7 separate regions of the Mus musculus genome follow, and all the other regions are linked to region 6. Evidence: chromatin contacts called from public Hi-C, HiChIP or PLAC-seq and promoter capture Hi-C data. All regions are on one chromosome and are shown on one strand. The core of a region is the stretch at or near the end of the contact, and the rest is flanking DNA. Distances in the headings are between cores, read along the strand shown.

What was found. Promoter capture Hi-C pulls out the DNA fragments that hold promoters and counts their contacts. Hi-C and Micro-C count contacts between places; a contact is called where the count stands out from the background. HiChIP or PLAC-seq counts read pairs in DNA pulled down with a chosen protein or histone mark. Capture Hi-C pulls out chosen DNA fragments and counts their contacts.
Region 1: a contact with region 6 is called in a promoter capture Hi-C map of embryonic stem cells, with 5 times the contacts expected there. The contact joins the promoter of Gnb4 here to the promoter of Skil in region 6. A contact is called at or near these places in 11 of 39 promoter capture datasets (the 3T3-L1 cell line, the C10 cell line, the HPC-7 cell line and 6 more), 1 of 484 Hi-C or Micro-C datasets (embryonic stem cells) and 6 of 115 datasets of contacts at active chromatin or transcription factors (bone marrow-derived dendritic cells, embryonic stem cells, large pre-B cells and 2 more).
Region 2: a contact with region 6 is called in a promoter capture Hi-C map of liver, with 4 times the contacts expected there. The contact joins the enhancer-like site here to the promoter of Skil in region 6. A contact is called at or near these places in 3 of 39 promoter capture datasets (the 3T3-L1 cell line and liver) and 2 of 115 datasets of contacts at active chromatin or transcription factors (bone marrow-derived dendritic cells and large pre-B cells).
Region 3: a contact with region 6 is called in an H3K27ac HiChIP or PLAC-seq map of bone marrow-derived dendritic cells, with 13 times the contacts expected there. The contact joins the promoter of Pik3ca here to the promoter of Skil in region 6. A contact is called at or near these places in 12 of 39 promoter capture datasets (the 3T3-L1 cell line, 3T3-L1-derived adipocytes, the C10 cell line and 7 more), 3 of 484 Hi-C or Micro-C datasets (CD4 T cells and embryonic stem cells), 10 of 115 datasets of contacts at active chromatin or transcription factors (acute myeloid leukemia, astrocytes, bone marrow-derived dendritic cells and 7 more) and 2 of 9 other capture datasets (adipose tissue and liver).
Region 4: a promoter capture Hi-C map of liver shows a contact between it and region 6, with 5 times the contacts expected there. The contact joins the promoter of Zfp639 here to the promoter of Skil in region 6. A contact is called at or near these places in 10 of 39 promoter capture datasets (the 3T3-L1 cell line, the C10 cell line, cranial neural crest and 5 more), 4 of 484 Hi-C or Micro-C datasets (B cells, CD4 T cells, CD8 T cells and 1 more), 8 of 115 datasets of contacts at active chromatin or transcription factors (astrocytes, bone marrow-derived dendritic cells, embryonic forebrain and 5 more) and 1 of 9 other capture datasets (liver).
Region 5: an H3K27ac HiChIP or PLAC-seq map of thymic regulatory T cells shows a contact between it and region 6, with 10 times the contacts expected there. The contact joins the promoter of Mfn1 here to the promoter of Skil in region 6. A contact is called at or near these places in 8 of 39 promoter capture datasets (the 3T3-L1 cell line, 3T3-L1-derived adipocytes, cranial neural crest and 3 more) and 5 of 115 datasets of contacts at active chromatin or transcription factors (bone marrow-derived dendritic cells, embryonic stem cells, forebrain and 2 more).
Region 7: a contact with region 6 is called in a Hi-C map of B cells, with 9 read pairs. The contact joins the promoter of Kcnmb3 here to the promoter of Skil in region 6. A contact is called at or near these places in 7 of 39 promoter capture datasets (3T3-L1-derived adipocytes, the C10 cell line, hippocampal neurons and 2 more), 2 of 484 Hi-C or Micro-C datasets (B cells and CD4 T cells) and 3 of 115 datasets of contacts at active chromatin or transcription factors (embryonic stem cells, large pre-B cells and pro-B cells).

The regions. Positions count from the first base shown.
Region 1 is chr3:32,613,620-32,617,900 of GRCm38.p6, forward strand. Gnb4 (guanine nucleotide binding protein (G protein), beta 4) reads right to left here and starts at 2,971. Exons shown (of 10, transcript NM_013531.5): 1 at 2,820-2,971. Gm52622 (a long non-coding RNA gene) reads left to right here and starts at 2,992. Exons shown (of 2, transcript XR_003954599.1): 1 at 2,992-3,658; 2 at 3,784-4,281.
Region 2 is chr3:32,573,418-32,577,438 of GRCm38.p6, forward strand. It overlaps Mfn1 (mitofusin 1), which reads left to right. Exons shown (of 18, transcript NM_024200.4): 17 at 817-951; 18 at 3,646-4,021. The coding sequence ends at 3,724. Among named protein-coding and RNA genes, the nearest start is that of Gnb4, 41 kb to the right of the region's middle. Within about 2 kb of position 1,929, at least 7 of the 459 cell types and tissues checked have an H3K27ac peak or open chromatin away from gene starts, as enhancers often do. A contact at or near this core is called in liver, where this site is marked.
Region 3 is chr3:32,394,766-32,398,972 of GRCm38.p6, forward strand. It overlaps Pik3ca (phosphatidylinositol-4,5-bisphosphate 3-kinase catalytic subunit alpha), which reads left to right and starts at 2,300. Exons shown (of 21, transcript NM_008839.3): 1 at 2,300-2,727.
Region 4 is chr3:32,508,372-32,512,162 of GRCm38.p6, forward strand. It overlaps Zfp639 (zinc finger protein 639), which reads left to right and starts at 2,221. Exons shown (of 7, transcript NM_144519.4): 1 at 2,221-2,361.
Region 5 is chr3:32,528,182-32,531,999 of GRCm38.p6, forward strand. Mfn1 (mitofusin 1) reads left to right here and starts at 1,301. Exons shown (of 18, transcript NM_024200.4): 1 at 1,301-1,514; 2 at 3,717-3,818. The coding sequence starts at 3,724.
Region 6 is chr3:31,092,509-31,096,669 of GRCm38.p6, forward strand. Skil (SKI-like) reads left to right here and starts at 2,550. Exons shown (of 7, transcript NM_001039090.2): 1 at 2,550-2,649.
Region 7 is chr3:32,489,652-32,493,666 of GRCm38.p6, forward strand. It overlaps Kcnmb3 (potassium large conductance calcium-activated channel, subfamily M, beta member 3), which reads right to left and starts at 2,318. Exons shown (of 4, transcript NM_001195074.1): 1 at 2,257-2,318. The coding sequence starts at 2,318.

The DNA of each region.
Region 1 (4,281 bases), core at 1,721-4,220, 1.5 Mb after region 6:
TTGCACTTCCAGGTTACAGTCCTCACGGAGGGAGGGCGGGGGCAGGAGCTCAAGCTAGAACTGAAGGGAAAACCACAGAGGGTCACTGGCTCGCTCCCAGGCTCACTTTCAGCTACCTTTCTTACATAGCCCATCAATTGGCAATGGAGAAAATGCCACACAGACATGCCCAAAGACCAATCTGATGGAAGCAATTCTTCAGGTTCCTCTGCCAAGGTTCACATCCAGTTGACAAGCAAGATCAGCCTTTCTCAATGAAGATCAAAATTAGGTGGTAAAGCTTAAAGAGCTTAGATGCTCAGCTGTTACAAGAGCATACTGCTCTTGAAGAAGAAACAAGTGCCTCGCAAAGACCCTTAATGACCCTACCTTCAGAGGGATCTGAAGCCACTGCCTCTTCAGGCACTGGCACTAAGGTGCCCAGAAACACGAGTAATTTAAAATGACTTTAATAAAAACTAGGCAGTGGTGACCACATACCTTTAATCCCAGAACTCTGAAAGCAGGCAGAAGCAGACAGATTTCTGTGGTTTCCAGACCAGCTTGGTCTATAGATGGAGTTCCAGGATAGCTAAAACTACACAGAGAAACCCTGTCTCAAAACGAAACAAACAAAGAGAGAGAGAGAGAGAGAGAGAGAGAGAGAGAGAGAGAGAGAGAGAGAGAGAGAAGAGAAAAAAAAAGAAAGAAAAAAATGAAAGACAGACAGAAAGACATAGGACAGTAACTGAGGTAGAACACCACATTGAGAAAAGTGTGTTTTCAGTAGATACACCACCATATTTACACAACAACGTAAGGGAGCCACAGAACCAGACACAGAAGCTTCAGGGTAAGGGGGTGGTAGTACAGGAAGCAGCTGTGAGAACATCTGGCTTAACACATAAAGGATATCAAAGAATTCCCACGTTATAAAGCAGGTTGTTGTTGGGAGACAGGGGCTTCCTTGTAGCCCAGGTTAGAACCCCTTTCAACAACACCCTCCTGCCTCATCTGCTGGAGCTGAAACTCCACAACACCTGGAGTTGCTTGCTACCCTGCTTCCATCCTCCCAAAGTGGTGGTAGTTGTTTCTCTGGAGCCCATGTCAAAATAGGGGTATTAGTTTGTAGGAGCCACCACCAGTTTAATGCCAATAGAGTAACTGTACCTCAGGAAAAGGGTCACTGACCCCAGGGATGCCAGGAACAGAATGGCTGATGGGTGGCTATACAGAGTAACACCAGTAAATGGCACCAATCACAGCAGAGAAACCAGCACAGGTTTCTGACATGTCAAGGAAATTTTATGTGTACATCAGTGATGGCTGAGGGTCCTTCCCAGGACCTAGGACTAACTGAATGTGTTCTGCAGGAAAAGCATGCACTCTGCGGACAGAGGGATCTTGTCCTGACTCCAACTTGAGTTAACAGTTACAAGGCCACAGTGAGTCATTTAACATCGCCTTGCCTGTGGAAGGTATAATGTGTCCTTTGAGGAGTGACCCAGAGATGACAGAACAGAATAGCTCACTGCCCCTGATGAGAGGACAGAGCTTCAGTAAACAATTCCTTTAATAAATCTGATTAAACTAGCCAGCAAGGCAAAGAAAGGAATAGCCAAACCACCAAACTTAAATAACACACCTGAAAGAAATCAGAGAATTCACTCACTCTCCGACAATATTTGGTGATGGGGAAAAAAAAAAAAAAAAAAAAAAAAGCCCAACTTAGATACCACTCTTAGTTTTGAAATTGTCCCAGGATCTATTTCAGGATCTATTTTTAAGGAGTAAAAACACACGCTGAAATGTTTATTCATAAAAGACCAGCAACTCAGAACTGCTTCCTGTGTATTGCTCATAGGCTTAAGGCATGCAGTTAAGCAAACCACAGCACGAAGAATCAGCGTCATGGTCTAATAACGTGTAGACAAGAGGTCTGGCAATATTTATTAAATGATATTTTTAAAGTTTCTATTTCGGTTTCAAATTCACCAGCAAACCCAAATGCAAAAGCAAAAGACTCCTTAAGTGCTCTTAATCAAAATATTAAAATATACAGTAAACTTTCAGAATCAGCAATGAATGCTGGCAAAGACCAGATATACAGTTTGGTCAGACCCCTGTAAAAGACAACCTCTCTCCCTCTCACATTAGCATGCCAGCCATCACATCCTGATAAGCTGAAATATATAAAAGGTCACCACCGTCCGAGTTCGCGATATTGAAAGGGACTAATAATTACAATTCTGTCTTAAGGCAACTCCCTAGTAGGGCGCGGGTCTACAGCAGGTTATAATACTCACCTTTTTTTGGGGGGGGGGTGGATGGGAAAGGAGTAGAGAAAACAAAATCACCCACCACTGTCAGCCTTCTCTCAACTTTGAAAACGCAGAAAGAGATGCGGGGAGAAGACGAGAAAAAATAACCGCTTTCTCTAGTTCTAAACTTGCAAATATCCAAAATCCGTTATCACCCACCTTAAAAATAACCAAGCTTTGGGGACATAGTATCAGTCCAAAAACAACAACCTGAGGCTCCAGCAGCCCGTGGAGAACTTGGTGGAGATGGCGGGAGGCTGTGTGTGTGTGTGTGTGTGTGTGTGTGTGTGTGTGTGTGTGTGTGTGTGTGTGTTGGGGGGGGGGGCATTCTCTGCAGCTACCGTCCTCTAGACTCCCGGGTGGACGCACCCTCCGGCCGTCCCGGGCCTCGCAGAGCGCAGGGGAGCCCGCGTCCACACGGAGCCCCGCGCCCGGCCGCCCGCGTCCACACGGAGCCCAGCGCCCGCCACCCGCGTCCACACGGAGCCCTGACGCCCGCCGCCTGCGCTCGCCACCTACCTGGAGCCCGGCCGCCACCACCGCGCTACTGCTGGGCGCCCGGCTGCGGGTCGCGAACCGCTAGCTGGCTCCACCACACAAGACGGCGACCACACCCAGAGCCCTGCACGCCGGACGGGGCGGGGACCCGGGCGCGGCGCGCTGGGCGGGGGCGGGGGCGGGGGCGCGCGAGGCCGGGGAGAGGGTCTGGGAACGCGCCGAGAGAGCGGCGCGCGTGGCTCGGGTCGGGGCTGGCGGGAGCGAGCGCGGTCGGGGCGGGGGGCGCTTGCAGGGGCTCGGGGAACCCAGAACGCGCTTGGCCTGGGTGGAGGCTGATTGGCGCATGCAGGGCCAGGGTGCGTGTGTGTTGGGGAGGGGGCTGGCGGGGGCGCGCGCGTGGCCTGGGCCAGGGTGCAGGGGGTGGGCGCTGGCAAGGCGTGCAGCTTCTGCGGCTTTGGGAAGCGGAAAGCGCATCCCCTGCAGTTTCGATTTATCAGTGTGCCCCTGGACGCGCCGTCTAAGCTGAGTGCCTGACTTCTTCACGCCTGGGCCTGGCCTAGGCTGCTCTGCTCTGGCGGGCTGCAGGGTTGAGCCAGGAGAGCCACAGATGCAGTCTGCAATTACTGGGCTCTAAAATCTGAAGTCAATCCAGCCAAGCAGCCGTCGGTGGATGCCCGAGGTTCACTGGGAACACGAAGCTAGTGATACTGCCCTCCTCCCCACCCCCAACACCAGAACGTGCTGTAAACATTCCTGAACAAACCTATGCTCGCACAGAGCCTGCCCTCTTGACTGTCAGCTCTCGGAAGTTACTCTGTGGTCACTGATGACTGGAAGGCCTTCTCCCAGCACCCTGCCAGGTCTCTGCTCTTTAAACACTAGTGCACCTCAGTGCATCTCAAGCGACTTTGTTCGCATTTCTCCGGCGTTTTATACTGAACATGTTATAAACTAAATGTCTCCCTCCAATTTGTTTCTTCTGCAGGGGCATTGCTCCTCTCCCCACCCCCATCTTTCTTCGGAGTTAATTCCACTTTGACAGACGGTTGCTATAGCATTCTCTTTCTGACGTCAAACAATTTAAAGAAACAGAGCTGGGTAAAAGAGGCTTGCAGAGCTGTAGAAGGGTTTAAAGAATATCAGGAGAGCTTGGCACCCCCGCGGCCTTCCATTCTTCCTTATCAGCTGCTCCATATCAACCTGGAATAAAAGCCACTCATACCTACCGGCAAGGAGGCCAAACAGCAGTCTGAATGTGACTGGGGAGAAGATCTGCTCTGTGTAAAAGCCACCCCACCACAGATGTGAAAACACCAAGATACCAGGATGATGAAGTGGTTTCTCCCCAAAGTTTTGCTTTCCCTAATTAAATACTAGAAGAAAATGAAGAAGTACCAGACTTACACGTCAAAGAGTCAGGATGGTAGGTTGCAGCCGGAGTGGTCTAATTTTTGATGGCATCTTTCAGTAATAAGTCCTAAAC
Region 2 (4,021 bases), core at 679-3,178, 1.5 Mb after region 6:
AGTAATAGCACAAAATGGTAGGCTACACAGGTAATAGTTACCTAGGCCTTAACATGTCACCTATGCCTTAACAAGATGAAACCTCAGAGTTGTTCTAATTTGATTGCTAAGAATACAGAATAGTTTTTGAGATATTTCTTATCCATTTTTCCTTCTCTTGAGGACTATGTTCAGATCCAAAGCCTATTTTTTTAATTAGGCAGTTTGGGGTTTGTTTGTTTGTTTGTTTGTTTGTTTTTGATTCTTTGTCTTCTTTAGTTCTTTTTAAGTTCTGGATATTAGTCCTCTGTCAGATTCACAGCTGTCAAAAACTCTGCCCCCACCCCCACCCCAGGGGTCTCTTCACTTGGCTGATCATGTCCTATGCTGTGTAGAGGCTTTGTAAGCCTTAATTCCTGAGCTAATGGAGCTCTGTTCAGAAAGTCCTCTCCTGCATGCCCGTCTTGTAGTGCTGCCTCATTTATTCTAGCAGTCTTAACGTCTGTCTGCCTTCTGCGTGGTCACATCCCGTTTGTATTCACGGCGCTCTGGCTGCAGTCTTTAATTACAATAACGTTTATAAGTGCCGTGCTGCCCTGTGGCTTAGCTATGAAAGATTTCCTCTTTAGCTGAGGAGCATAGTGGCCGTGCCTTTAATCCCAGCACTCCAGAGGCTGGGCAGATCTCTGAGCTTGAGGCCAGCCTGGTCCAAGTTCCAGCCAGGTCAGCCAGGGCTACACAGAGAAGTCCTGTCTCAAAAAAAAAAAAAAAAAAAAAAAAAAGTTTTTCTCTTTAATATGTGATCATTTTAGGAAACATTCACTTTTTTTCTTTTAGAGAAATGGCCACTACTTTTGCTCGACTGTGCCAACAAGTTGATGTTACTCAGAAACATCTGGAAGAGGAAATTGCAAGATTATCCAAAGAGATAGACCAACTGGAGAAAATACAGAACAACTCAAAGCTCTTAAGGTAAACCTTTTGTTGGTTTTTGTTGTTGTTTTTGAGACAGGGTTTCTCTGTGCAGTCCTGGCTATCCTGGAGCTCTCTCTGTAGACCAGGCTAGCCTCACACTAAGATTTGCTTGCCTCTGCTTCCCAACTGCTTGGACTAAAGATGCCACCACTGCCTGGCTTAAGGCAAACTTTTTCACCATCAATAACATGAATATCTAGTTTTGTCTCACATTCAAAATGTAGTTACATGAAGTCATTAATGACTTTGTAAATATAACTTTTAAATTAACTTCCTGCGTTGCTTTAAATTAAGAATTTCCATGTTTGCGACTGGAGAGATATCTATCATTTAAGAGCTGCTTTTGTAGAGGACCCTACTTGGGTTTGGTGGGTTCCATCATCCACATGGAACTTACAAAACTGAAAAACCTCTATACAGCAAAGGGTACCCAGCAGCCACCTGTAACTCCACTTTCAAGAGATACTGTGCCCTGTTCTGGCTTTAGTCAGCACAAGGCATGCGAGTGGTACATGTATACACACATAGGCAAAACACTCAGAAAGGAAAAATAAGTGTTTTTTAAAAAAGAAAACGACTGTCCACATTTAACCCTCTCTGCTTTGGGATTCCGGTAAAAGGCAGTTGCAGCAGGAGAGCTCGTCTGAATTAAACGGGACGTACAGGACTTTACTCGCTGTTAGGCTAGGAGAGAACAAAGTTCAGTAATTAAAAATGACACTTGGAGCTTCATAGAAGCAGTTTCGGGGACAGGGAACGGGAACTGGGTAAGGGGATAACATTTGAAATGTAAATAAAGAAAATATCCAATAAAAAAAGATGACAGTTGGGCATTTTGGCTACATTTGGGTGCCCAGCGCCTGGGAGACAGAAGTAGGTTCAAAGTCTCCTTTCAGGGCTGAGGGCAGTGGATCATGCCAGGAAACTTGGTGAGGTCAGTGGGGTCAGAAGCCCTGGCACCCACCTGAGGACAGTAGTGTTTCACGTACTCTGGACCAGATTCCTGCCTGGAACACCTGACCACAGCTCCCCACATAAAGAGCATGACCACTGGCCACCTAGCACAGAACACAGAGTTCTCTATGCTAATGAGGTATCTAGGAGGAGCAGGTTCAAAGTCATGCTCAAGGACATAGTGAGTTCGAGGTCATCCTAGACCCCAAGACCTGACTCAGAGAAAACCCAAAACTAACCTGTTCTTTCCTGGCCTGAGGATACTTGCATTTGAAGCAGTGAAAGTGCAGCTGTCCTGATAAAAAGAATTCTGCTCTGTTGTGATGTATTATGGATCCTCTAGGATACGGGTGGGTGATGGTGTCACTGTCGGGCCTAAGTTGGCAGTACTTACTTCAAGTTCTTAACCATGAACTGCTTGCCTTGTGTCGTGGTATATTGTTAAACACCATGTGAGCAGCACTGCCAACTCAGGGCATGCAGTGCATGTAGCTCTACACAGTAGAGCAGCTTTGGCAGTGTGCAGGTTGCAGGACTGGCCTCGTGTCCTGAATTTTGGGGCTTATGTAATTAGCGAAATGAAGCTGTTTGTGCCTACATGCTACTCATGTCAATGATAGATCCTTCCCGAGTGTGCCGTGAGCACAGCACTCACCTATGGGTACGATTCTAATGTGATCCTTACGTAGCAAAGAACTTCGTTCTTTACACAGTACTTAAAGGCAGTTTCCAAGACAGTTATGCTTGTAAAGATTTGTAAGGTGTAGATTCTCAACAAGGTATGAATCAAGTTTGGGGTCTGCAGCAAGCTTCAAGTCTGTCCCAGTGTACTCTGAAGTCTGCAAGCCAGTATCTGTAGTCCATGAAGTCCATCTGTAGTCCATTCACATGCCAAGCAGGTTTCCAACAGTGGGCTGCAGCAGAGCCCAGGTGTGGAGCAGGCTGTGAGCGCTGAGTATGGAAGTGCGCTCTGTATTGTGCGTAGAGTGCACAGTGCAATCAGAATGGTGTCTGCGCTCATCTTAGGAGCAGGCTGTGAGCGCTGAGTATGGAAGTGCGCTCTGTATTGTGCGTAGAGTGCACAGTGCAATCAGAATGGTGTCTGCGCTCATCTTAGAAGCTGTTCTAGGGCACCAAGGCCTGACTGTTTGGAATCCTAATTACCAGCTTGGGCTCAGCCCTTCTGCCCACGTTTCAGGAGGGTTGCTGCAGAGTCAAGGGCATTCTTGGCTTATGTACACTTCACTTCTGTGACCTTAGTCACATGTTCAGAGACAGCCAAACAACAAAACAAAACCAAAAGCCCTTTCTTCTCTCCACACAGATTTCATTTTCTGTTGAGTACATCCCCTGAATGGAATGAAAATATGCTGCATAGATAGGTGGCTGGCAGTTGAGTCAGAGCTTCCTCTCATAGGCAATTTGATTTCATCAAGTACGATTCTAATGTGATCCTTACGTAGCAAAGAACTTCGTTCTTTACACAGTACTTAAAGGCAGTTTCCAAGACAGTTATGCTTGTGACCCGAGGGGTGACTCCCGTATAAGCCATGTGTTAGGCTGTTTGCTGTTGAAGCCCAAGGCTCCTGACCTGTGAGCACAGCAGGCCAGCCATGCGTGAGTTTCATCGAGGGGCCGCAGCTGCTTAGGGGCAGTTTCTAAGTTTGGGTAGAGCGTACTTTTCTTATAGACTGTTAGGATAATTGAGTTGATGTGTATTCATTGTCTTTTCATTAGAAATAAAGCTGTTCAACTTGAAAGTGAGCTGGAGAATTTTTCGAAGCAGTTTCTACACCCGAGCAGTGGAGAATCCTAACGGCAGAGGCACTGTAGGAGGAAGCGGACTTGGAAGATGGGAAATGTTACTTTATGAAATGACCTCAGTACAAGTTACTAACTCTTAGTATCGATGCCTTGCGGAGATTGTGGTAATGACCTGTCTCAGGGGTTGCACCTTTGGAAGTGTTGTGATTCGCCTTGTCTTAGCATTAGTTTGGAGTAAAGACTGAATTGTTAAGGTTAAATGATGAATTCCTTTAGAAACAGTGGAACCGGCTGTGCGGCCCCTGAGGGTGGGTCCTGCAGCTCCTCACCAGGCTGGCTGTCTGCGGCT
Region 3 (4,207 bases), core at 1,050-3,549, 1.3 Mb after region 6:
AGAGCCTTCCCCTAACCTCCCTGATCTACTTCCTCCCCCTGGGCCCTGAATCCCACCACTTCCCTACCACCACCTCCCAACACTGCCATTATACTATGAATCCATCAAAGGATTAATCCATTGATTTTTTTTTCAGAGCCTTCCTGATCTACCTGTCTTGGGAAATGCCACCAGACACACCCAGAGGTGAGTCTCAGCAGTTTCCATAGGTGTTTCTTGATCCAGTGAAATTCATAATCATTGTGAATCATCACCCCAGCAATGGTAGTAAATCCGAAGGCAGGAGAATAATTGTACATGCCTCTAACCCCATACTTGGAAGGCAGAAGCCAAAGGACCACCATTTCAAATTCATCCACAGAAGTACAGAATGTTCAAGGCCAGCAGGAGCTACTAAGACATTGCGTCAAAAAAAAAAAAAAAAAACAAACAAAAAACAACAACAACAAAAAAAAACCCAACCTAGAAACAAATAACTATGGTCATAATTTTAGTGATTTGGCATGAAACAATAGCTTTATTGTGGACATCTCGGCCTCAAAATGCTTAGGATGGTATTAACCAGTTGTGATGTTTCACACCTGTAATCTCAGTACTTGGTCTGATGAAGCAGGAAGACTGTGCTGAGACAGAGGCCAACCCATGGGCTCATGTCTAGATCCTGTCTCAATACATAAGTAAATAAGTTAATTCTAATAAAGGAAGAATTATGGTGAAATTATTTAATTCTGATGCATTTTGGTTTGCTTGCTTCACAGTCTAATAATATAATAATAAGTAACTTTTCTTTTCCTCTAAAGCATTTTTCTTTCAGTATTTTAATGATTCTATCCCACAGATGTGTAACATACTTTAAACATTTAGCAATACTGCAGAAAGAATTCAAGGCTGTAATTCTGTAGTAGGGGACTTGCTAGCATACACAAAGTCCCCAGTTTGGCCCCTAGCTTAAAAAACAAACAAACAAACAAACAAACCCAAAAAACCCAGCTGGGCGTGGTTTTAACCCCAGCACTCGGGAGGCAGAGGCAGACGGATTTCTGAGTTCGAGGCCAGCCTGGTCTACAAAGTGAGTTCCAGGACAGCCAGGGCTACACAGAGAAACCCTGTCTCGAAAAACCAAAAAAAAAAAAAAAAAAAAAAAAAAAAAATTAGAAAGCAAACTATTCCCAGCATAAAATTCCCTGACCAAGTATTATCTATTAATATCACACAGGAAGCACAATTTAAGTAATGATGCTTTTAGGACCTAAGATTAACTATGAAATTCAAGGTTATTTAACTCCTCGACCGGGGATAAGGGTGTTCTGAAACTGCCGGACACGACTAGTTAAATATTTTAAAACTCAGATTCCCTGGAATGTGAGATTAAAACGAGGCCTTAGGGTGGAAAAGAAAGAAAACAGGAAATACAGACAGTCCAGTAAAACACAGAGGAATGAATCCTTAAGACGAGGTTGAGGACGCGTGGCAGTTTTGAGTGTATTTCCTGTCCTCTACACTTTAAAAATTCCAGGGGGCACTAGGCTGCCGGACTTGGCTCTGACTTCGATTCTGGACCTTAGGCTTTTTCAATATGATAAAAGACCCGTAAGGAGAGAAACGCAGGATACCGACTGTCTGTCTGTCCGTCTGTTGCCGCCCCCGCCTCTCGACCAGGCTGGCCTCGAACTCAGGAATTCAGAGATCCGGCAGCCTCCTGAGTGGTGGGATTACTGGGGTTGCATCGTTTAAAAGTCAACATATCTCATTCCTTGCAACCAAAACCTTAGGCAGTACCTCACCACGTTGAATCGTACTTAAAGCCAGCATAACTATTTTGAAGCCTCAAAAATGAAAAAGTAACACAGCTTCTATAGCTGGGATACAAGGAAAACAGACTGGACATAGCCAAAGACCTCTAAAGACTGCAGAGGGCTATCGGAGTGGGTTACAATTTAAACCAGTGTTTGCAAAAGACTTCTTCCTGAAATCCGCATCCAATTTGGGAGAGCCACCCTTCATCTTGCCCTCCTTTCGTTTCCTCTTTGGGCATCCCTCGCTCCCGACTTTCCTGTCTGCTTCTCCCAAGACAGACTGCCGCTGGAAGAAGCTAATAGGTTTGACACGTCCGCCGTCCCAGGATGACACCACCGCCTGAGCTACGACTGCAGCGCTGACTCGCACTGCCACTCGGGGCGGAAGAGCAGGACGCAGGCGCAGTGAGTCACTGTTCCCGAACTTGCCCATTGCCCGGCCTCTTCTCCGCCTCACTTCCGGTCTTTGCAGCCCTGTTTCCGGGGCGTTGCAAGTTCGGCCCCTCCTCAGCTCTCACCCTCCTCTGCCCCAGGAGGGGGGAGCCGAGGGGGTGGGGAAGAGTTCGTTGTTTGTTTACACGATGTGAGCGGAAAGAGAGACCAATAAAGTTTATTCTGGAAACAAAAGGAAAAAGAGCCCGGGCGCCGGCGAGCGGAGCCGGGGGTGGGGGCGTGCGGCGGGGCCGGCGCCGAGCGGAGAGAGCGTTCGAGCGAGCGGCAGTTCCGGTGCCGCGGCGGCCGAGGCTGGGGCTGGGGCGGCCGGCGAGGCAGCGCTCGGGCCCGGCCGGGCCGCTCCGCAGCGGCGGGGGAGAGGGCCCGGGAGGCGGGCGCCGCGCCGCCCGCTGTCCTCTCCCTCGGCGCCGCCGCCGCCGCCGCCCGCGGGGCCGGGACCCGATGCGGCGGGAGCCGCGCAGCCTAGAGAAGCCGGAGCGTGAGTAGATGGCAGGGAGGGCGGGCTCCGGGCGGGCGGGCGGGCGGGCTCCCGGCCCCTCTCCTCGTACCCGGCCTCCGCCCGGTCCTCCTCCATCGCGCGATCGCAGCGAGGCCGGGAAGGGCACGCAGGGCCGCACGCCCCGGGGTCGGGTGTTGGCGAGCCCCGCCGCCCTCACTCTCGCCGGGCCTTCCTTTCCGGAGCCGGGTGTCGGCTCGCGGGCGCTCGTCTTCTCCGTGCCTCCCCTGCGATCCAGGGACCGTGCGGCCTCTTCTGCCGCTCGCGGACGGTGTCAGCCTCCGCTCTACGTGGGTAGATGGAAGACCAGCGGAGGGCTTGTGCAGCCTGCGTCTGTGGGGGACAGAGTAGACTGCAGCCCAAAGCTCGTGCCTCCACTGCGCCTTTGTGCACACGCGGGGCGTGGGCTCGCGGGACCCTGGGGAAACCGGCTTGGGTAGATAGAGCCCAGGTAGCTCCGGTCTGGCCGTTGCCACTGCAACTTTTGAATCACTTTAGACCATATTGGAAGCTAGCCTCTCTTGGTATTTGTTGACATCGTGTGATGTCGAATCTCTTGTGTTTAATGATGCGTTGTAAGAAAAGTCCTGGGCCAAGAAAAATAAAAATAAAAGATACTGTGTTGCTAAATTAATTTGGACAAATCAAAACACGGTGTTTTGATTAGTGGGCTCCCACTGCAACTGCAATCCAAGAATCTACCACCGTGTCTGTGAATTCAAGTTGTAAGGTATTTTTGTTTCAAACTAAAGCGTCGGGTTCTGGTTGACAGCGTAGATCACGGTATAAATAAACATCACGTGTTCTGGAAATTTTTAATTACCAGATTAACTGTTCTGCAGTATCTGTCAAAATTATCTGAAAGGGTACTGTTGGTTTGGTGTTTGGTTTTGTTTTTTGGGTTTGGGTTTTGTTGACTTAGGGTTTTGGGTTTTTTTTTTGTTTTTTTGTTTTTTTCCACCTCGTGTTGTGGGACTTTTTAAAGGGAGACAATAGGAAATATGTAGTCATCCATATTTTTTTTTAAATCGTTCATTTTTCAAAATAAGCAAAATAGGCAAGTACACATTTAAAAAAAATTGCAGAACGAGTGATTGAAGCAAATGTTACCACATCAGAATAGTAAAATCATCAGAAGGGAAATAAGGAACAAATGTTGCTATTTTATTGGTGACAGAGTATAATGCTTGAAAGCAAGCCTGCTCAAGTGGAAGGAGTTGAAAGATGAATACACAGATACAAAAACATTGAGCTTATCTAAGGTTTTTAAACTTTCAAGTAAGATGCCTGTAGATAAAGACAGGTCATTGAGTACAGGGAGCTAAGTAGAGCAGTGAGTTTGTGAGAGAGGATTCCCTTGAGAGCTGGATGTGTGTTGCAGACTGGTAACAGCACCTGCGGGTCCTAGACGCCTTGCTTCCCTCCAGCCATAGGTCCTCTATCCCCAATCACTACTCCCTTC
Region 4 (3,791 bases), core at 971-3,470, 1.4 Mb after region 6:
ACCAGCCCAGAGATGGTCCCACCCACAAGGGGCCTTTCCCCCTTGATCACTAATTGAGAAAATGCCTTACAGTTGGATCTCATGGAGGCATTTCCTCAACTGAAGCTCCTTTCTCTGTGATAACTCCAGCTGTGTCAAGTGGACACAAAACTAGCCAGTACAATTCTGTTCTACTATCTATTGTATAACACACATTTCTGTGATCAGGAAAAATTTAAGCTATGACACACCTGTATCAAAAACTTGGGAGGATGGTGGTTAAATATTCCTGTAAAATGTTATCCTAGGGCTTTCAAGATTTTACATAGCTGCACATCTTGCCAGGGAGGGGGAAAGGGGAGCCCTGAAAACAATGATGCATGCTGTCTAAATACCATGACATAGTCTCTCCCCCCTCCCCTTCTAGTGACGCAGGCAAGAGGAGAATTAAGTCAAACTCAAGGGCAAGCCTGAGAAACCCTATAACTGACAGTGATCGCATGGCTCCCCCTTGTGTCCTCTACTAGATTCACAGCGAGAAACCCGTAGCCGCCGGCAGCATCTTTATAAATTCAACAGTCTTCAATCAATCAGGCCCCAATTCCCTATTTTGTACCCGATGCTAAGTATACTAGGAATAAAGAAGGTCTGCGAACCCTCTCTTACTCCTTTTGGGTTACACTGGTGTGCCTGAATATTCATGTCTAAGAGGAGAATGCCTACAGATTATGAGGTCACCAAACTGAATCTCACAAAAAGGCGCTGTCTCTCCAAAGCGCACAGCTGGACTTCCCCAGGCGTGGTGATGGGGTTGGGGGAGGGTGTCAGTGACAACCGGCTGAATACCAGGTGATTGACAGCAAGAACAGGGCGCTGGGCTGGTGAGACACACGAACCGTGGCTGGGACTTTGCAAGTGACTTTGGATATAAGTTACCCCACTCGATTTAGCTATTCACGTACAATTAGTTGAACCTTAAGGGCTTTAGTTACAAAACCGAGAAACACTCACAAATTGTACTGAAACCTCTTTAACTCTCACCCAGATTAGGGGGTTGGGGTGGGGCAGCTCAGTGGATGAGAGCTAGGATTATATTTAAAAATGTTTTAAAATATATATATTTTATTTTTATCTGTATGAGTGTTTTGCCTGAATGTATGTCTGTGCACCACTTGTGTTCCTGGCGCCCATGGAAGCCAGAAGGCTTCAGGCGACCTAGAACTGGATTTACACGTGAGCTCAGACGTGAACCTCATTGTGGGTGTTGGGAATAAAACCTGAATCCCCTAGTGGAAGAGCCAGTTTTCTTAACAGCTGAGCCATCTCTCCAGCCCCTGGACTCCATTCTTAACACTGAAGGAGGAGCGAGAAAGAAAACACACAGCCGCACTCTGGACTGTTGCTTGTAACGCTGAGGGCTCACACCTCAGCACTCACCCTGCCAAGCACAGACAACCACCGAAATCTACTGTCAGCCCGAGGGATAATTCAAAAACAATGTTCACAGTTATTTATGCTCATCTAATTTAATCCTTTGCTTATTGACGGTCAAGGTACGAAAAGGATTTAAATGACAGAATGCAATCCTTTGTGATAACCTCGGTTCACTCCATCAGGTCTTCTTTTTAGGATTTATTTATTTTTGTATTTAGGTGGGGGGATGGGGAGGTGTGTATGCCTGCGGAGGCTTCACATCCCTTGCTGTTGAGTTACAGTAAAGGCGTTTGTGAACTATCATGTGCATGCTTTCTCTAGAAGAGAAATAAAACTCTCTTAACTGGGGGGAGCCATTTTTTCAGCTCTCCCTTCTCTAACTCCACCTCCAATCTCCCAAGACTTCAAGAACCCAGGGTGTGGTCTGAGGACCCATCTCGAGTCACATCGCGTTTTTTCTCGGCCCTGGACTTATCTAGCCCGGATGTTGGGATTTGAGGACAACCACCATGCGTGAAACACTAATGATCCTGAAGACCCTGAGGATCGATCACTGCGGCCTTCCAGGAAACCGATGAGTGGGACAGCGCTGACCTCAGGGGGGAAGGTGGCACGGCCCGGATGTGCCCGTAGGGGACGCTAGACAGCACTGCTAGTCTCTCCTTGTCCTGCTGTTAGGCCCCGCCCTTAGCATGAAGCCACGCCCCCTCCATGCTCAGGCCACGCCCTCATCCTTAGGGTTCCCGCCCCCCGTCCCCCATCTTTACTCTCGCGGCCCGCTGTGGCGCATGCGCGGGGTGACGGGGTGAGTGCTGCTGGGCCTGGCGGGCAGGGAAGGGCAGGGCCGGGGAGGGCGCGGGCGGCTGGGCAGGGCGCGGGCGGTGGCCCGGCAGCCCCCTCCGTCCCATCATCCGGGCGTGTCTCGCCGGAGCTGCGCTGCTACGTGAGGTGAGGGCCGGCCTCCGGGGCCTGCGTGCCAAGCGAGGGCCGCGGGGCGAGCGGGGCCTGCCCGGCCCGGTGCGTGTCGGCCGCTCGGGTGGACTCGGCGGCGGGGGGGCCTATGCCGGCCTGCAGGAGGCTGCTCCCGCGGGAGACGCTGGAGTCCAGCGGGGACCCGGCCCTGAGTCCTCACGGACAGAGGCTCCCAGGAGAGGCCAATCAGACCAGCGCTCTTCGAATTCCTGTAATCTGTGACAGGGACTTGTGTAGCCTAGGCTAGCCGGAAAGGCGTGTGCCACCACGCCGGGCTTCAATTAGAACGGGAAAATTCTCTTTCTGTTTGAAAATGTACGTGCTTATTGCGTGTATGCATGCGCACGTGTGCCATGGCGCAAGTGTAGAGGTCAGAGGACAACTTTCCAAGAGGCTGTTCTTCCCACCTTGCGGGTTCCAGGGAAGACACCCAGGTCGTCTGGCTTAGCTGTAAGCGCCTTCTGAGCCCTGGAAATATTTTTTGTTTGTTTGTTTTAATGGAGGTGAAAAAATAAAGTGTTATAAACGTCTTCAAAACGCAACGACCCAGTCTCAAAAAATTCGGTGCTGGGTGCTGGAGAGAACACCCAGTTGGAGTAGGTTCATGATTGCCTCCAGATCAGACACCATCTCGGACTACACATGCGCGCGAAAACAGCCTTTTAAAAATATGTCTTGGTGCGGGGCAGTGGTGGCGCACACCTTTAAACCCAGCACTTGGGAGGCAGAGGCAGACGGATTTCTGAGTTCAAGGCCAGCCTGATCTACAGAGTGAGTTCCAGGACAGCTGGGCTACACAGAGAAACTCTGTCTCGAAAAAAACAAACAAAAAAAGTGTCTAGGCATTGTGTGAAGACATCCGAGGTTTCATGAGAAACCTTTGAAAAGGTTTGTCTATGGGAAGCACTATTAAGTGTTGTGAAGGTTCCAGGTGCCAAGATGCCTCTGTGTGGGTGATGTGTTTGTTTTGTTTTTAGGACACAAGAGACTTTATGTGTAATCTTGCCTCAGCCTCCTGAGTGCTGGGATGTCAGCTGTGAGCCACTGAGCTCTGCTGTTGATGTGGAAGAGGGCAGTTGGGCCTTTTTAAAATGGGATTTTTTTTTCTGTCTTCAATGTTATCTCAAAAAGTGGAGAGCAAGCCAGTAGTGTTGTATGCCTTTAACAACAAATTGCCTAACCCCAAACATAAATATAAATTCAGAATTAGCACATCCCGTCTATTAATTTTTTTTTCAAACACTATGTACTTCTGGCTGGCCAGGAACTCACTGTGTAGACCAGACTGGTCAAGAACTCAGAGACATCCTCCGTCTCTACCGCCTGAGGGCTGGGGATAAAGGTGTAGGTCTCAATACTCAGTTTCTCCAGACAGGGTTTCTCTGTGTAGCCCTGGCTGTCCTGGA
Region 5 (3,818 bases), core at 51-2,550, 1.4 Mb after region 6:
TTTAGGCAGAGTGAGAGCACAGATCTGAATTCTAGCACTTGGGAGGCTGTGACAGCGGGTTTGTGAGTTCTTTTTGTTGTTGTTTTGTTTTGTTTTGTTTTTTGTTGTTGTTTGTTTGTTTGTTTGTTTTTTTTGGAGACAGGGTTTCTCTGTATAGCTCTGGTTGTCTTGGAACTCACTTTGTAGATCAGGCTGGCCTCAAACTCAGAAATCTGCCTGTCTCTGCCTCTCGAGTGCTGGGATTAAAGGTGTGTGCCACCACGCCCAGCTCATGCTTGTTTTTTTAACTCATCCATTTTAGCACTGTCCTTCCTATGTGTCTTGGACAGTTTTTCTCCAGATATTCCCAGTAACAGTCCTGAAATGACCTGAGAAATGACATCCTTTCAGAAAACACATACCTCTTTGGCTCCACCTTGCTCATTTTTCTTCACTCTATCCTCTTGTCCTGATCTCCCCCCCCCCCCATAATAGCAGTCATAGTCTGAAATGATCTCATTCACTGTATTTATCCAACTTTTTTATCCAACTTTTATTTTTATTTATCCAACTTTTGCAGGTGCCCATCAATGTTTTAAGCACTTTACACCCTAACCCATTTACTTTCCCACAATTCATGAAGTAGGCATTTTTAGTATTTTATAGATGAGGTAGCTGCCATTCATATGGATAAAGGGGCTTCCCTGGCAAAAGCATCTCATTTGCTAACTCTGTAAAGAACCTCTCAGGACACATGCTGTGAAACCTCTCTTGGAAGGTGGAACATGTAGAGTCCTTGGGCTTCACCCTCGATCAATCAATCAATGGTTTAACAAGATTCCCAGGTGATTCCTAACAAAGTTTAAATCATGAACAATTAATTTTCTTGAGTAATACCTCTTACAGTAAGTAGACACACACAGCTCACTCCAGTAACCCCAGAAAACCAATCAAGACCAGAGCAATTGGAAAAGTCAAAGTTTTGACGACCCCCCCCCCCCCCCCCGCATGATAAACATCTATGTGGTTTTGGGGTACTTCTCCCCCTACACCCTCAGATAACCATGGACATCTTTTCACACTTGGCGCCTTTGAGCTTTGAAAACTCTGAAGGGAAAAACCAAGGGGAGGAGTTGGAAGGTGGAACAGAAAACAGCCCAGTGGTTAATAAGAACTCCTGCCCAAAACAAACCTCGCCTTCAGCCCTGAAGGAAAATGGCGCCCGCAATATATGCAGTTCTGGTCTCGAAGCGTCAGCCAATAGGAGATCCGAAGCGCCGGAAGTAGCCGCCCCTAGCCCCTCCTCTGGGCACCTCCCCTCTTTCGGGAGGATGAGACAGCCAGGGGGCTGTGGCGGAGCTGTGGTTGCTGGGTGACAGTGGGGAGCAGGGACGGAGTGAGTGTCCGCTGGCGGGTGGCGACGTCCGGGGTGACCTTCGAGCTCCGGACCGGCGCAGCGCGAGCGCCCTGACGGGCCGGGGCGGCGGGCCGGGCAAGGGCGACGGGCGGCCAGCCTGAGGGAAGGCCCTGTCCAGGTAGGAATCCACCCGGCTGGGCAGGCTCTCGGCCCACGCGGCTTCCTCTCCCCACGCACCTCCTCCGCGCCGTCAGTTCAGGATTCCGGAGGGAGCCACCCTCCTGGTGGCCACGGCGCTTCTTTTCACGCACACCAGCGTTAGCGTGTGCTTGTCTTTGGTGGCTTTTCATAGGAGCTTCCAGGTAGAACGTCTTTTACTTTAAATTCAACATTCCTTTAAGTTTGGGGACTTTGGCTTGAAGCCTTCCTTCATGCCTTCTTTAAGTCTTGACTCCGTAATTGTGACGAAAGCTGCTACCTTCTTGGTGTCTGTACTGCATTAAGACTTGGGCATTCTTTTATTTTCTTCGCTAACTGGGAAACTTAGTTTAGCTAAACTAGTTTCATCTTCACTCGAGGAAAATAAATTAGGGATTACAACCAAGATTTTTGTTACTAGCTTTTACCGATTTTACATTTATTTACATATCTACTCTTCCAGGATTGAAGATTGAGCCCCTCCCAGGTCTCCCATGCTAGGCAAATGCCATTGTATCCCTAAACCGGTTTCTAAACTGAGTGTCACTGAGAGACCCAGGCAAGCCTTGATCTCACTCTGTTGCCTCTTGTAGACTTGAATTTTCAGCTTTTCCTGTGTGACACTCCTGAGTAACTGAATTACAGGTAACATGACAGGAGGCAAATTTCTCTTTTTTTAATGGGAGATCACTCGAGAGTAATCTTTGGTTTCTGACTAACATGGTTTCTGTAAATAAATAAATAATACTAAAAAGTATTTTATCTATTTGGCCAGGTTAATTTTTTGCTATTAGGAAATTGAGGCATGAACTAGCAGGTATCAGACTAAGCATGATTTTAAATGTTTGCTCTGTTTTTAGATTTTTTAATGTGTATGTTTTTCTTCCATATACGGATGCATGTTTCACCACAGTTTCTGCGCAGTGCCCTTGAGGTCAGAATAGGGCATAAGATCCCCTGGAACTGGAGTTACAGGTGGTTGTGAGCTACCAATTTAAGTCCTTCTGAAGAGCAACAAGTGTTTTAAAGCACTGAGACATCTGCCTAGCCCTGGAGGCATGCACATTTCATTTCTTCTTTCTTCTTCTTCTTCTTCTTCTTCTTCTTCTTCTTCTTCTTCTTCTTCTTCTTCTTCTTCTTCTTCTTTTGTTTTTGTTTTTGTTTTTTATTTGTTTGATTTTGAGACAGGGTTTCCCTGTGTGTCCCTGACTGTCCTGGAACTTGCTCTGTAGACCAGGCTGGTCTTGAACTCACAGACATCCAGCTGTCTTTGAGTGCTGGGACTATGCGCCACCACTGCCCTGTTTTCATATGGTTTTTAAAATTATATTTAACTTATATGTGGAAGCGGTAGACTTTCACAGTTGGTGTTTGGAGGCAGAGAACAACTTGCTGGAGTTGGTTCTCTCCTTCAACCACTTGGTTTCTGGAGGATTGAACTTAGTCTCCTCCACCTGAACTGTTTTGAGAGATTTTGAGTTTTTCGTTTTGAACAAGGTTTACCAAGGCTGGCCTGCTTCAGCCTCCTCCTGGCTGGGATCACAGGTGTGTAACACCACACCTTTATCATTCAGCTTTTTTTTTTTTTTTTAAATGTGTACGGGTATTTTGATTGCATATATATGCAACCAAATTTTGGTGTACCATGTGTGTACCTGTGTCTGTGGAGGCCAGAGGAGGACATCAGAACCCCTGGAACTTGAGTCTTAAGACAGTTGTGAACTGCCATGTGGGTGCTGGGAATAGAACTGGGTCCTCTAGAAGAGCAGCCAGTTCTCTTTAACTGCTGAATCACGTCTTCAAGCCCCTCATTGTTAAGTTTAAGTAGAGCTTTGGAGATGAGGAAAGCCCTGCTATGTCGCATTGTCCAGGTAAAACTGGACTTCCTGGTGTGAGTGCACCCCCTGCCTCAGCCTGCCCCAGTAGCTGAGACTCCAGGCATTTGTCATCCACAGGCTAATTATTGCTTTTCTTTTTTTTCTTTTTTTTTTTTTTTCTTTTTTTGGTTTTTCGAGACAGGGTTTCTCTGTATAGCCCTGGCTGTCCTGGAACTCACTCTGTAGACCAGACTGGCCTCGAACTCAGAAATCCGCCTGCCTCTGCCTCCCAAGGGCTGGGATTAAAGGCATGCGCCACCACGCCCGGCTTAATTATTGCTTTTCTAACCTTTTTCTCAACCTAGGTGCATAATGGCAGAAACGGTATCTCCACTGAAGCACTTTGTGCTGGCAAAGAAAGCCATCACTGCAATCTTCGGCCAGTTACTGGAGTTTGTTACTGAGGG
Region 6 (4,161 bases), core at 1,300-3,799:
AAGAGGATGACTTCGGATCCTCTTGCCTCTACTTCCTGAAAACAAGGATTACTTGTTTATGCAGTTCTGGGGGTTTAACCCAAGGCTTGATGTAGGCCAGGCAAGCACTTTACCAACCAGGCTACCTACATCCAAAGCCTTAATTTTATGTTATACATTTTATTGATAATTCTGAAAACCCTAAAATAATCTTTTAAAAGTGTGGTCCAGAAAAAGCCTACCCATTCGCAGCAGAGCTAGGCACATTGACTCTGCTTATTTCTACTTGTATCCAACCTTTACCTTTAGGCCAAGACCTAGGGAATTCAAGGGCAAAGTGAATTTTATTTTGTAATTGAAGAACAATGGTGAAAATGTCCCCAAAGCTTGGTTTTGATTGACTCTAGCCACAGGGCTGTGACTAGTGTCTCAATTGATATACATAAAACCACCCTTTTCTCAAAAACAGATTCCTCGAGAGGACAAAAGAACAGGAAGATAATGTATTTGATTTTTCTAAAAAGACTATTATCCAATTAATTTTGTTTCTCAAGCCTTTGACCATGCTAGCAAGTAATTACTTTTATGGCTGGAAAGATGACTACTAAATACTTAGCATTAATTGCAGTTTCAGACTCGCTTAAGACACACACACCTCAGTTATCTTGGTTTCTAAATTTGTTTTTTTCTGGTTAGATCCAGAGCCAGGTGCAAGGAGGCCAGGTGCTCAGTCTCAGGACTATCCTGGCGTTGCGCCTCAGCTTTCCAGTCGGGCTTATGAACATTCTGGCGGTTAGACCATCTATTCCCCCAGACTCGCAGATGCTGCTCTTCCCCCACTGGCTCTGCACAGAACATCATTATCTTTGCTGAGCTTCTGTCTCTATGGCAATAACAGATGGGAAGTGCTGCGGAATTATTCATGTTCACACAGGCAGTCAAGAAGCGTCGAGTAGGAGGTGGGAGAGGGGCATGACCTGGGAGCACGGAGATGGGGGCCGACAGGAGCTGGGGCGGAGGCGGTGATGAGAGGTGACATTTGTTAGACCTATTGTGGGGGTTAAAAAAAAAAGGACGAAAAATCCTCAAGCACAAAAGTATTCCCAATTGGACAACTGCAAATGTAGACCCAAACATGAGTAACCCCGAAGCGGTAAAATAAACCCGGCGAGAAAAGGAAAAAAAAAAAAAAAAAGAAAAAAAAAAGGTGGGGTGGGGGTGGGGTGCGCCACCGTCGCCGAAGCTCGAGTTCCCTAAGTCTGCGCAGTGCTACTCGCTGCGCTATTTCAGTTCCTGATCCTGCGGTGGGGTGGAGAAAAGGGGATTTCTTGGTGTTTCGAAATATGACGGGCTAGCTTCACAGAGTTGAATATTCGAGCTATCCTGGATACGTTGGCTAGGAAGTCCCCTCACCCACCCCCGCCGGCGGTTCGAGGTGGCAGCCGAAAGTGGTTATCTTCCTCCACCTCTTACCGTCTCTGGAAAAATTAAAAAGAAAGAAAGAAAGAAAAAAACACACCCGAAAACACCAACCAAAGTGCTTAGTGAATCAGAATGGGTCACTTATGGAGGCTAAGAGCAGCTGGGGCAGCAAGATCTGTCCCCGCGGTGCGCAAACCGCGGACTCTGGGGCGATGGCGGCCGGGTCAGGCCACCCCAGAGCGGCCAGGCGGGGCTGCTCACCGGCAGCTGGCAGGGCGGCCGCGGCGGGAGGCCCCACGGGGGCGAGAGGCCCCGCGACGTCGGCACTGGGCGGGGGGAGGGTGGCAACACTGGGAGCGGGGAGCACGGGGGCAGGTGGTGGCGCTGCGGGGGGGGGGGCGGTGGCAGCGCGGGGGCGTCTGCGCGGCGGGCTCAGCCCGGGGGTCGCGGCGGGGAGCCACCCGCAGGCCACCTCCGGGGCGGGGCCGGGCGGCCAGCTGCGGCCGCGGGGGTTGAGGGGGGCTGCTGGCCGAGCCTGACCTCGGGCGCGGCCAGCTGCCGGGGTCGCGCACAGTGCAGCCCGCCGCGCCCTGCCCCCTCTCCCCCTTCTCACCCCCCCCGCCTCGCAGCGCGGCGGCCCGGCGGCCAGGGCGCCCCCAGGTCTGGCCCGTCGCCACACGGCGGCGGGCGTGGCGAGGGCGGCCCCAGACAGCCGGCTGAGCGACTCGAGGAAGGAAGGAGGGCGGCGGGGGTGGGGCCGAGGGAACATCCTGTCTGAGCCGGGCACCGCAGACAGCGCCGTGCGCCAGCCGCCCAGACGGCGCGCCGGGCCAGCAGCGCGGGGTACGCGCGAGGGGGGCGGGGGAGCGGGAGCACGCGCGTGCGCGGCCGAGGCGCCAGGCGCGCGCCCCGGTCGGGGCTGGGGACGCGCGCGCAGCCTGCAGTGTGCAGCCCGCCGGGAGCCACAATAGGCCAGACGGCGCGCGCGCCCGAGGGGCTGGCTGGCGCGGGGCCGCGCGGCGCCGCTGGCTTCGTTCCCTCCCCTCCCCCGCCCGCCGCCCTCGCTGTCCCCCGGGCGGCCGGAGACGGCGGCGGCGTCTGCGGGAAGCCGTGTCTCCGCAGTGACGTGGGCGGGCCGCGGGCCGGGTGACGTCAGAGGCTGTGTGTAGCGATGTGTGTGGGGTTCGGAGCGGCGCCGGCACAGCGAAGGCGGCTGGCGAGCGACGGCGACGGCGACGGCGGGCACAGGTGCGGCCGCAGGTCGCGAGGGGACGCGAGGGGCGTGCGGCCTCTGGGGGCGCTGAGGCGGCGGCGGCGGGGGTGATGGGGAGGGCACAGAGCCCGGGGGTCTGCCCGGGCGCGGAGGGCCTGAGTGGGGCGTCCGGGATGCGTGGGGGTCCCGGGCGGGGTCGCGGGCACAGGGCGCGCGGCGGGGGTCCCACGGGTGTACAGGCCTCGCGGATTCTGGGACGGGTCAGCTGGGAGGGGATGGCGGTGCACTTGACCCGAGCCGCCGGGACCCAGGAGACCTGGACCCTGGTCATCGCCGCCATCCCCCGGCCGTCTGCGCTCGGCGGGGATGCCCCGGGCTGGCCCCAGCTCTAAGCGTCCGGCGACGCGGGCTTCCGGGCTTGGCGCCTAACCTGCCCGCGCCCCTGTGGGTGCCACGGCTCAGGGTGGGTCAAGTGGGGGGAGGCGCAGCCCTGGGGCGCCTAGGTAACCCTAGAGAACTTCCCGCGGGCCGGGGGCGTGGGGTATTTCCACCGGCGGCCCCCGCAGTGGGGCGATGTGGGGAGGGCACTTAGGGTGATCCCAGTCACAGAGGTGGGGGTTGGGAGGACTCCTACTTCCTCTGCCCCCTCTCACCTCACCAGACGCCGGGAGTCCCCTGCTTCCCTGTCCTTTGGGTTGATGATGAGTGGGTGTCTCTGCGTGTGCGCAGGGCTGTGGGGGCGCCCCTGGTCTAGGTCATGCCTTCTGCCCTTTTCCTTGGCTCGCCTTGGCTGAGGTGTCCCTGTAGTGGCGAAAGTCACAGTACGGTGGCTAGGTGGCTTTCGTCCATAATTCTCTGGGTTTGTGTTAACATAAATTGCTGGGAGTTTAGAAGCAAAGCTTTTTATTTGTCGGCTTTTACTGGGTTTTCTCCAGGGAGGGAAGTGGATGAATACTCTTTTTCGCCACTCTGCCTCCATTTGCATTCTTTGTGAGGTCTGTCTGCCTTGTGCTTTTTGTCCCGGATTAGTCTTGCTCATGGATGGAGATTTCCAGGCGTGGAGTCTTACAGCTTTTGGCTTCCATTAGGCAAATTCGCTAACCTTTTAAAGGGAAAGTTTTTTTTTCTTCTTCATTCCAAAAAGATAGTATGTATGAATGTACTTGAAGTTTAGTTGCATATGGTAGGTATATTAACATGTATCTTGGGGGGTGGGGAGACCAGAAACTACAGGTTTTTTTTTTTTTTTTTTCTAACGAGAAAGGATTGTTTTTTAAAATTTAAATGGCATGCATAGTTGAGAAAGCCTCTGGTACTGAGGTTTGGTTATTCGTATTCTAAATTTGTGTACTCGTCCTTGTTTGGAGAGGCATTATTTAATGCTTCTGTTACCCACCGTCTGGACTGCTTCCTATTTAGATGAAGTTTCTTTTAGATAACTGGTGTTAGGTTGGAAGAAACCACCCAAGTGTTACCTTTGGTAAAATGAACTGAGTTGAAGATTAAGAAACTGGTTTTAAACAGACCCTTTGGCCTCTGGAGCTAAT
Region 7 (4,015 bases), core at 1,068-3,567, 1.4 Mb after region 6:
CAGTTTTTGAGACTGCAGCAGTACTGTCTGGGGTGAACTCAGTAGTGTTTATAAACACTTTTTATCCCAGGGTCTCAGAGTGATTAAGAATGATCTCATTTGCTCTCTAGTCAGTGAGATGAGCCAGTAGCATTTTAATTTTTTTTTCAACCAGGAATATTGATGTCCTGAAGACATCAACCAGTATCCTCTGTGCCCGTTCCTCTCTGCCCTGTCTTCCTTGCTTGATCCTCCCTGCGCAGTCCTCCCTGCCCAGTCCTCCCTGCGCAGTCCTCCCTGCGCAGTCCTCCCTGCGCAGTCCTCCCTGCCCAATCCTCCCTGCCCAGTCCTCCCTGCCCAGTCCTCCCTGCTCAGTCCTCCCTGCCCAGTCCTCCCTGCTCAGTCCTCCCTGCCCAGTCCTCCCTGCCCAGTCCTCCCTGCCCAGTCTTCCCTGCAGAGTTCTCCCTGCAGAGGATGACTTTCCAATCAAATCAGAGCACAGCTGAGGCTCCCATGCCACCTTCTCAGGCTGAGGCAAACTGAGTTGCTAACAGCGTGAACAGTCTAGCTCTAGCTCCATAGCTTGCCTGGGTGTGATCCGGACAGAAACCAGCAGCCTTGCCCTTTAACATCTGAACTGAGCAAGAACTCGAGGTAGCTCAGCCACGCGTCACAATTCACCTAATGAGGATCCCCATGCGTTTGTGACGCTGGGCATGCGCATTCAACTACTACCTCCCTGAAGTTTGTTTCAGCTGAAAGGTTTTTGTCATTGCCTGAATCTTTCTGGGTATTTGCTTTTTTAAAAAAAAATACAAAATTGCTTAGCAACTTTTTGTGAAACAGCAAGTGAGGTTGATAAAAAGCCACCACCAAGTGCAGGGTGGGAGCAATAAGAAGCTATCCACCTCTGCATGTCAGGAAGGGAAGTGAGCATAGGGATGCGTTGGGGGCAGACTGGACTGTCTTCCACCTTGCTTGTGTCATGAGGAGCATCTTCACGTTCACTCGCTGGCTTGGTTGCTATTCTGTCTCCTGCCACGAAGCGACTTGCTGTAATTGCCTGCTCATAAAGGCATTAGCTCATAGCTGGGCGAGCCTCTCTACTTTGTGGTCTGACCCTTCTACCAGCCTGGAACCCACGCCCAACCCATCCAATGCCTCTCCTTCATGCCCTAAACCAAATACCCAGTAGAGTAGTTAAAGCTGGAGGTTAATGAGTACCCAGCTCCCAGTTCTGCTTATATTGCTAAGAGCCACCCAAGTTTTCTATAGTGGGAGAGCTTGGCTTCAAGGTGTCCTCTTCCCAAGAATGTACCAGAACATTTCTAATATCATATTTCAAAAGCCTGGTATGGCTCTCCTCTGCCCATTTCTGACTGTCCTGCTGCCCCAACTCTCACACAGGAGTTCAAGGCCCCACTCCTCTGAACTTCAAAATTCTTCTGCTTTGCATACCCTTGGGGAGAAGGGTCCTAAAATAATCTTTTTCACTTCCCACTTACTCAGTATAGTTGGGTGGTTAATACCAGTAATCTCTACACTTGAGAGGTGGAGGCAGAAAGAGCAGTTCAAAGTCAGCATCAGGTACAGAGCATGTTTGCAGTCAGCCCAGGCTATGTGAGATGCTGTCTTAATAATAATAATAATAATAATAATAATAATAATAATAATAAAGCTAGAATGTACATAATATATGCAGGCCTGTCTAGTTTAGAGAGTTCCAGGAAGGCACCACCGTGCTAGAGCACACAAAGACAAGTATCTCTATTTCAAGATAAGATGAGGGGCAAAGACCCAGAGTCATGCAGCTGCCTCGGTGGGGAGCTGGAACCTGAATCTTGGTCTGGACCATTAAGGCTTCACCAACAAGACCAAAGGCTGGTGTCATTTCTTTGTTCTTTCGTACAAGAGATATATTGCTGAGCACTGCTTTCAGTGCTGGGATCCATAGCCCACACCACCTGTGTCACCTGTGTACCCAGGTAGAGAGTGGTCCACACCTGGAATCCCAGCACTGGAGATCAGGAGGCAGGAGGATCATTCTTAACAATATAGAGAACTTGAGGCCAGCCTGGGCTACATGACAGCCTGTCTCAAAACAGCAACCAAAGGTGGGGGTGGGGTAGAGGTGGGTGGTAGGGGTACCTGGGAGGCATTGCAAGCTGGCCTCCTCAAAGCACCTACCAAACTCAGCTTTCAGCATGCCGCATTGTAGCCACACTGGCCTTGATTAGCAGGAGGCACACTGATGGGAGATTCAGGTGGGGAACTTACCTCCCTTGGCGCCTCCGGCCACCCTGTAGCGTGATTTGGACAGGGATGCTGAAGGGCTGCATGAGGCCAGGAGATGTCTGGATCGGATGCTCCCCGCCTGAGTTGTGCCCTTTTAGAGCGCAGGAGGCTTAAGCATCATCGGAAGTGGAGTCCCAGAGGGAGTTGCCAATTCCCTGCCTAGCCACAGACACCAGGACCCCTGCTGCATCCAGAGCTGGCGGGGTCCTCTAGAAGTTTCCTAGAGAGGTGGGAACTCAGGCAGCCTGGCTGCAAAGCAACGTTCAGGTATAGTTGCTCATGGAGTACCTAGGTGGTTCTGTAGCCAACAACACTCCCCCAGCATTGCCTGGCGCCTGTTCCACCTGACACCTGTGTTTCCTCTGAATTCACCAGGTGCATTGTCATAGAGACCAATAGGACTGTGGAAAGTTCTGAGGCCCCAGGGACTCTGTAATTGGGGACAGACATACCCAATACACAACGTGTAAGAAGAGGAAATGTTCTGTCCCAGACACATTCCCTTCTTTTTTCAAAATATTATGTTTGGGTACAGGCTTAATATAGTAGCCTTTTCTGAATAAAATTGTTCTGAATAAAAGAATAGCTTTACAAACCTGTGAGGTGACTCAGTGGGTAAAAGGTCATCTGGCCAAGCCTGGTGACCTGAGCTCCATGCCCAGACACCAGTGAAGGTGGAAGGTGAAAGAGCCAAGTCTACCAAACTGTCCTTCGAATTCCACACAAGCGCACAAACAGGTCATGCACACACACACCTGGCAATCATAATATTAATTCGTTTAATTTTTAAAATTAGATTTACAGCTGGCACAATAGTTTCCACTCAGAAGGCAAAGGCAAGAGGGTCAGAGCTCAGGGAGGTAGCACTAGGTGCTAAAAAAAAAAGCAGGTCGGCTAAGCCATGGAGGCGAACAAGTAAGCCACACTCCGCCAAGGCCCCTTCCTGTGTCCAGGTCCCTGTCCTGTTTGAGTTCCTGCCCTGGCTTCCCTCGGTGATGAACTGTGGTGTCCAAGTGTATACAGTACAAATAAGCCCTTTCTCCCCAGGTTGTTTTGGGTCATGTTGATTTATCACAGTATATTTGTTAGATTTCTGAAGCAGATTAAAGACACAGGAGGCAGCAAATGTCCAGACTGACCTCAACAGAAAATGGATACTACTTCTTTCAAAACATCGAAGGGTGAACCCTCTCCTGTGGGGAAGAGGTGCTCGCAAGGACGGGAGGAACCTACGGACTTTCTATAGGGAGTGTGGCAGTTGGAGAATAGGACAGAAGTGAGGGGCTACGTGTGAACCTTTCGGTTTGCCCTTTCCTAGTTTTGCCTGCTGCGTCCAGACAGGCTACAGGAGACCAGCTGACCCAGTGAAAGCAGCTTGAGCAGGGCCAGCTGTATAACCTCCTATGAATTCTATTCTTACAACTGAAGAATTCTAACTGTATGCATTTCTTTTCTGCTGCCGTGATAAAGCACCATGACCAAGGCAACTTCTACAAGGAAGTGTTTAACTGGGCTTGCAGCTTCAGAGAGTTAGAGTCCATGATAACACAGTGAAGGAACAATTGAGCACTCGCATCTTGAGCCATATCCACCAGGGAGAGAGAGAGAGAGAGAAAGAGCATATCTCATCATTTGTAATGAATTAATTTGTTCATTTAATGTGTATGACTGTTTTGCCTACATGTTTACAGGCATGAATAGTGCCCGCAGAGGCCAGAAAAGAGAATCAGATCCAGAACTA